Regions from separate parts of the Mus musculus genome. Here region 2 is linked to region 1. Evidence: chromatin contacts called from public Hi-C data. All regions are on one chromosome and are shown on one strand. The core of a region is the stretch at or near the end of the contact, and the rest is flanking DNA. Distances in the headings are between cores, read along the strand shown. Region 1 overlaps Auts2 (autism susceptibility candidate 2). Region 2 has its middle 91 kb from the start of Auts2.

The links. A called contact is a pair of places that touch in the nucleus more often than the background predicts.
Region 2: a contact with region 1 is called in a Hi-C map of Sertoli cells, with 2.2 times the contacts expected there. The contact joins two enhancer-like sites. A contact is called at or near these places in 1 of 39 promoter capture datasets (embryonic stem cells), 16 of 484 Hi-C or Micro-C datasets (Sertoli cells, embryonic stem cells, gonadal supporting cells and 1 more), 1 of 115 datasets of contacts at active chromatin or transcription factors (embryonic basal ganglia) and 1 of 9 other capture datasets (embryonic tail).

Annotation. Positions count from the first base shown.
Region 1 is chr5:132,228,470-132,232,095 of GRCm38.p6, reverse strand. The region is part of intron 2 of Auts2 (autism susceptibility candidate 2); the gene reads left to right. Among named protein-coding and RNA genes, the nearest start is that of Auts2, 310 kb to the left of the region's middle. RefSeq lists an enhancer at 1,736-2,944. Within about 2 kb of position 2,190, at least 76 of the 459 cell types and tissues checked have an H3K27ac peak or open chromatin away from gene starts, as enhancers often do. A contact at or near this core is called in Sertoli cells, where this site is marked.
Region 2 is chr5:132,632,082-132,636,093 of GRCm38.p6, reverse strand. No RefSeq gene overlaps it. Among named protein-coding and RNA genes, the nearest start is that of Auts2, 91 kb to the right of the region's middle. Within about 2 kb of position 2,478, at least 12 of the 459 cell types and tissues checked have an H3K27ac peak or open chromatin away from gene starts, as enhancers often do. A contact at or near this core is called in Sertoli cells, where this site is marked.

The sequences.
Region 1 (3,626 bases), core at 941-3,440:
TTAAAATACTTTTAGAAATTCCTTCCTAAAATATACCTCAAAAGGAAGTCTTATGAGAAGACCTACTAATTTGAGAGCTTTATTTTATTTTTTATTTTTATTGAAAAAAAAAAACCTTCATTTTGGAGTTGATGTCTGCGGTATTCCTGTGTTCATATTTTTCACTAGCCTTGGATTCTCCCAGTCCTCCAAACACTGCTGACTTGCTTTCTTTCGCATTGCATGGTTCTGGCTCCCTCTGCAGCCTCAAATGGAAAAGTGCGGGGCTGTCCTTTGTTACTGAAAAAACCCAGCTAGCTGAGCTGCCTGCTTGTTTGAAGGAGCATTTGCAGCTGGTGTGCAAGTGTAGACGGGAAGCGCAGATTAAGGAACGCCTTACTTTTGTTTTGGCAAGGCTTATTGGAGACTAAAGTTGTATCTAGGGAGGATTCAGGTAGAGGAAAAATGGTGAGGATGGGCTGAAGAGAGGCTGAAGAGGTAAAAGGTGACATTTGCTAAGGAGGAAGTTTCAGGAGCAGTGTTGCAGTGTAGTTGTATGAAGACACTGAGCAGTGACACCTGAAAGGTCCCAGGCTGAAGCCTCCTGGGTCACTGGTCAAGGATTACAGCTTGACTGTGTGATTTAACACTTTGTGTGCCTTGCGAGTGGCTTCTCCGTCAACCATGTAGCAGGGGCTTGGGTTGCCCGCTGTACAGACTGCAGTCTCTTGTGCTTCAGAGTGAGGGAATTAGAATTAGAAAATGTAAGTCGAGCCTTCCTAGGCTGTGATAATGGCTTCAGATTATTGCTTTTCAGTGTTCTCTTGAGATGTTTTATTTCCCCCGTAAGTCCCCGAATCTACAGTGTCCATTAAAGGAAAATTATACCAAATTCTAAAATGTAAGTTTTTAAAGCAGCGGTCACCTTGTTTGACTTGTGCTTATTTTTGGATGAGCATAGGAACTTTGGACAGAGTGGGAATATTTGAGCATGGCGCTAGGGGTGCTGTTAGTGTTAACAGGCTGTGTACTCACCAAGTGAACATAGGTTTCCAAGTTCCTTTGGGTTATTTATGCATTTTGGTTCAGTCTAAAGGTTATTTAAAATTTTTGTACTTTAAATGCAAAATTTTATATAGTAGTACTTCTCTAGAATATTATGCATAGTTGTTGACGTAATGGCTTGGGTAGGCACAGATAGCTGGTATGTGAAGAATAAATTACCACATCAAAGCCTGTGTGCTTTAGAGGGAGGAGTGAGTACATTGGTAGGTATAGAAGATTACCTTTATTACACGGAAAATTTCAGTGTTTATATAAACTTTTGTGGGTTTAGCATATTTGTAGACATAAAGTGAGCCTTGGAGCCTTCAAACATGACCTTTTCATTTAGTAGCTGAGTGTCTTTGGCTTGGTTTTTCTTTTTCTTTTAATTCTTTTCCTGGATTTTTGAATCACCTGAATTAATACCTTGCCTTTATTGTCTTTATGTATTCACGTAAACTGAAAACCCCAAACTGAGTGGGTTGTTGTTATTGTTTGTTTGTTTTAAGTTTTTAAGTATGTTTTGTTTTGTTTTGTTTTAAAGTTTTGTTGTGTATGCTTAGCTGGCCTGCCACTCCCATCTACAATGCTGTTAACTCTCCACAGTCCTGCGTTAGCCTTTGGAATTGGTGCTGGAGACATGAGCATGAGCCCACTCCAGGCTTCAGGTTTCTGTTTGGTCACCAAAGCTTTTCTGTGTCTAGAAGACGAAGGTGAATTACTGTTTCTGTCCTGAAGTGAACCTCACACAGCCTTGTTGATGTTAGTGGGAATGCTAATATCTTTTCTAAAGTTCTTCTGGAGTGTTCCTCTGGCTCTATACTAAAAGGACTGTAATCTTTAGAAATTGAGTTCCTGCAGGGAGGCTGACAGCTCAGCAGATGGTGGGAGATTTTAGGGTGTTGTGTTTGTTATCGCTCATGTAGAGCCGACACAGACTCCAAACCCGAGTCTGTATTTCTCTTGGAGCAGACATTAACCTCTTTTTCCAGGCCGAGACAGTGAAGTGTATCAGTTTTGGTAGCCTGGGTTATAAGAAACCTAAATTAGTTTGAAGTGGAATTATCCTGTTGAAAGGGCAGTTGAAAGCCCTTGACACTGGACAGAGGATTGTCTAGTGTCTAATCTTGGCTCAGAACGCAGCAGACATAATGAGAGTCATTATGAACTGGTGATCTCTCACCCCTCCCCTCAGCAGACCGCATTAGACTTGCAAAAACAGAGAGCACTGTGTGTGCTTGGCCCTGTGCCTGCCCTGTGCCAGAGGAAGAAAGTCTACCTTGTTTGTGCTCCAACCAGATACCGATGTATCCTGTTACTGCTAGGCTGGGTTCTGAGTTCCTCTGTTCAAGCTCGTCTTGACAGATGCTGTCATGGCTGACCCTTAGCAAGACAAATGCAGCCACTTTGCAGGAGTTGGCTTCTACCCAGCTGTGCTTGCCAGTGTCCTGAAAGGACGTTCCTGTGTATTTACCTGTGGTCTATTACCCTCCATCACGATCTGAGCTACCTTCAGAATCTTGGCTGTATCTGAAAGCAATGTGTAGTTGTTTGTTCAAATAAATGCAGTCCCTGAACTTGACTTCCTGATCTTTCAATAACAGCTGTTGCTTAAATACATCCTGAGAATCTCCGGGAAGGTCTCCTGCTACAGAATCAGAACTTTGATAGCTGTGTATCATGGACTCTGGAAGCACCACAAAAAGAGACTCTCCACAGATGAATGTTGGGGGGTTTGCTCTGAATGTTAATCTTTGCCTAGGAGGAATGACAGTTTTGTTGTGTTGCAGCGGGTTGGGATGAAAGAAGACAAGTGGCTGGAAATGAGTGGGGTGAACTATGGTGAGAGCTTGCTTCTGAAGGGTGCTGGCAAAGAGGCTTCATTATGGTATTGAAAAACAGATGGGGGCTTCTTGAAGTCTGTGTAAGAGTGAGTGAGTATGGGTCTCCCTCTCCCTCTCCCTCTCCCTCTTCCTCTCCCTCTCCCTCCCCCCTCCCCTCCCCCTCCCTCTCCCCTCCCCTCCCCCCTCTCCCTCCCCCTGCCCCTCCCCCTCTCCCTCCCCCTCTCTCTGTGTGCTATGTGTGTTTAAAAATCATTCTGGCAGTTGTCTGGGGAAGGAATGGACACACACACACAAACACACACACATGCACACACACAGAGAGGTAGGGAGGGAGGGAGAGAGAGGGGGGGTGAGTGGTGCATTATTTTTTTCCTATCAAGCTCTTAGTAAGAGGCTGGTTTAGTAGAGAAAATAAAGTGGATAGGAAAAGATTTAGATATGTGGGTGTCTGTCAATAGAATTTAGCCAACACTTGTAAATTTAAAAGGTGCAAGAAGAAATAAATCAAAGTTAAGGAAAATGGGTATGTAGTTTTCATCTGAGATACAAGAAAGTACCTGTTGAAGAAGCACACATGGCTTTGTAGCTACATCATGACTCCATCAGTCTGGTGAACACGAGTTTAGAGTATCTTGCACTTGAGGTGTGAGTCAGTTGGTAAGGGCAAGTTTACATACATGAAATCTAACTTTGACTTTTAAGACATTGTACACTGTGTATGGGGATGTAAAGTGGTATTCCTAACACTTGGAATACGGA
Region 2 (4,012 bases), core at 1,229-3,728, 400 kb before region 1:
TTTTAAAGATCGTGGGACTTTTAAATTTGATGGTGTTTTATGTTATGATATTGAGATCTTGGTGGCAACAAAGACAAAGGTTATATATAGTTTATCCCTGGTGTGTTTGTGTGTCAAGTTGAAAAAGCTTGGAGAATTCTATTAACTTTTATTGTCAACTTAACAAAGCACAAATTCATCTGGGAAGAGGGAACTTCAACTGAAGAATGCCTAGGTCAGGTTGTTCTGTGGCCATGTCTGTAAGAGATTGTCTTCAGTAATGACTGATATGTCAGGGTCTGGCCTACTATAGGAGGCACTATCCCTAGGCAAGTGGTCCTTGTATGTGCAGGAAAAAAAATAGCTAAAATGAGCCAAGGAGTGTCTCCCCACAGGTCCTGCCTTATACTCAATGATGGATTGTGACCTGGAAATGTAAGATGAAAGAAAAGCTCTCCTCCCCAAGTTCCTTCAGGTTGTGGTGTGATCACTGTGACAGAAAGCAAAGTAAGACACTCAGTACTACAATAACCAAATGACCAATGCCCCACCCCCTTTTGTCCCCTCATTTTGCATGACACTCAATAAGCATTCTGAAATATTTTAACTTTTCTAAGTATACCCCAATACAATGATTTTTTAAAGATTTAATATATGTGTGTGTGTATACATATATATGTATATGCATATGTATATGAATATGTACACACACACACACACACACACACACACACTGCAGCCATCTTCAGACACACCAAAAGAGGGCATCAGATCCCATTACAGATGGTTGTGAGCCACCATGTGGTTGCTGGGATTTGAACTCAGAACCTCTAGAAGAGCAGTCAGTGCTCTTAACAGCTGAGCCATCTCTCCAGTCCCAATACAATGATTTTAAATTGGGGCAATTTCATCCCTTCCCACTGTGATAAATACAGAAACTTTGAAGACTTTTTTTTTTTTTTGTCCCAAGTATCATCTAGAGGCAGAGGATTCTGCCAGACACTGCCGTAGACAGAACATTACCCACTCTTCCCAAAATGAACAATCCAACCCAAAACACTAATAGTGTTATTTTTAAAGAAAACTTCCCTTGGTAAATTACAACAATTGTCCCATATATTTACTCATTTGTAGCAGTTAATATTGTCAGATTGACAGAACTACTTAGGTTAACTCAATCTGGGACCCCAGCCATATTTAAGTAGGGTTTCCCTTCTCAGTTATTACTCAGTGTAAACACCCCCATAGACACGCTCAAAGAGGTACCTCACCAATGCCTTAGGTACACATTTTGCACATGTGTGAATTTCTGTGTATGTGTGTGTGTGTGTGTGTGCGCGCGCGCGCACGCGCCAGAGGGCAACATCAGGAATCATTCCTCAGGAGCCATCTGTCTTAGGGTTTCATTGCTGTGAAGAGACACCATGACCAAGATAACTCTTATAAAGGCAAACATTTGCTTGGGACTGGCTTACAGTTTCAGAGGTTCTGTCCATTATCATCATGGTAGGAAGCATGGCAGCATGCAGGCATACTTGGTGCTGGAAAAGGAGCTGAGAATTCTACATCTTGGTCCAGAGGCAGCCAGAAAGAGACTGTCCCACACTGGGGTGGAGCCTGAGCATAGGAGACCTCAAAGCCCACATTTCCTCCAACAAGGTCACACCTCCTCCAATAATGCCACACCTCCTAATAGTGTAACTCCCCATGGCCAAGTGCTCAGACACACGAATCTATGAGGGCCAAACCTATTCAGACCACCACACCATCCATTTTGTTTATTGAGATAGGGTCTCTCACTTGTCACATAAACTAGGTTGGCTGGCCAGAGAGCTCCAGGGGAACCCGTGCCTCTCATTCCTTATAATCTTGTAGATTTATAAGCACATGCCGTCACACCCTAATTTTTTTGTGGGTCTCAAAGATCAAACTCAGGTCCTCACACTTGTGAGGCAGGCACTTTACAGACTGAGCCATTGCGTACCATGGAACACACACCAATATCAGAGAGCAGCTTGCAGGAATTGGCTCTCCTTTCTGTCACGTGGGTCCCAGTGATCAGGGATCGAACTCAGATCTTCAGACTTGGCAGCAGGTGTCTTAAATCTGCTGAGCTATCTCACCAAGCCCTCACTAGATACTCCTTAATCCAATCAAGTTAACAGTCAGAATTAAGCATCTCCAACTGTTTGCTGCATTCCTTACCTTCAGCTGTTGCTAGATAGTGAGTTCCTGGAGAGTAAAGTCTGCAAGGCCACACAGTAACAAGAGTGGAAATATTTATGGAATGCCAAGAAATGGACCGGAAATTAGGAAAAGGTGATTGCCAAGGACATTTATTTATCAACGTTGGCTCTCCCACTGAAATGGTGCCTGGAACAGGGCCCAATCCCTGGGACAAAAGAAGAAACTCTTGGCTCCAACTTGCTGTCTGGGTTTCCCTGCCAATCAAAGTTGTCATGGAAAGGAACAGCCTCTGCTATTATGTTGAGCACAATGAGACTGTTTAGAGGAGAGCCTTACCTTCAGGAAATTCCAATGAGCCTGTTTTATTGTTACCTCCTTACAGTAACGACTCCCATGGGGTTAAACCAGGTGTAAAATAATTACTAAAACATCCCTGCCACAGAGAAGACTTACAGAAGTAAGGCTCCTGCTTCAGTCGGGGAGGGTAGGGCTTGCTCATGGAAACAGAGTGTGGTATGGAAGATATACAGAGGAGAGGGGCAATCACAGCATGAGAGGGGGAGGGAGAAGCAGGAGGAAGAGCCCAGACCTTTCATCCCAGTTACATACCACACCACTTCCTGCCTCTGCAGCTTGGTTGATCTTTGCCCCCAACACACACACACACACACACACACACACACACACACACACGAGCCTACCACCACCACCACCACCACCACCACCACCACGGGGCACACACACACACACCAAAACAATTCAGGCAGAGAAAGGTAATGACCATTATGAGCCAACTTTTGCTGAAGTCCTATGGGAAACAAAATGAGGATGAGATTCACCAAGGGGTGTTTTCCAGGACTGGAGCAATGGCTCAGTGGCACTTACTGCACTATCTGAGGATCTGAGCTTGGTTCCTTCACTTACCTTGGGTGGCTCCCAACTCCCTGTAACCAGACCCTGGTTTCCATGGGCACCTACATCCACAGGCACTGTGGTGGTTTGAATACGAATCCCCACCTTCACCCAATAGCTCATGTATTTGAATGCTTTGTCCCTAGTTGATGGAATTATTTGGGGAAGATTTACAGTTGCCCTCAATCTTCTCAGTACTGGGTCCCTTTAATACAGTTCCTCGTGTTGTGGTGACCCTACAGCCATAAAATTATTTTCCTTGCTATTCATAACTGTAATTTTGCTACTGCTATGAATCACAATGTAAATATGTGTTTTCTGATGGTCTTATCATTCGACCCCTCAAAGAGGTCATGGCCCACAGATTGAGAACCACTAGGTTAAGCAATGTGATCTTGTTGGAAAAGTTATGTCACTGGAGGTCAGCCTTGAAGTTTCAAACTTCAAAGCCATCCCCAGTTCACTCCCCCTCTCCCTCTCCCTCCCCCTCTCCCTCCCCCTCCTCCTCCCCTCCCCCTCCCCCTCCCCCTCCCCTCCCTCTCCCCCTCCCCATCCCCATCCCCCTCCCCCTCCCCCTCCCCCTCTCCCTTCCCCCCAACCTTTATGTTGAGCCTGTGGATTGGATGTAAGCTCATACCTATTTTTCCAGCATGAAGCCTGTCTGCCTTCCTGCCATGATTGTCACAGACTCTAACCCTCTGTAACTCTGAACTTCACATTAAGTGCTTTCTTGTATACATTGCCTTGGTCATGATGTTTTGTCATAGCAATAGAACAGGAACTAAGACATGCACATATCCATACAAACACACAAGTTCATGCATACACACACAAAAAAAGACAAAATAATATTTTCAGTATCTTCTTCCTTTGCTCTTTGTTCTCCAAATGTCACATCAAGAGGAATCAAGAGTCTGTAGCCCGAGTATCACCA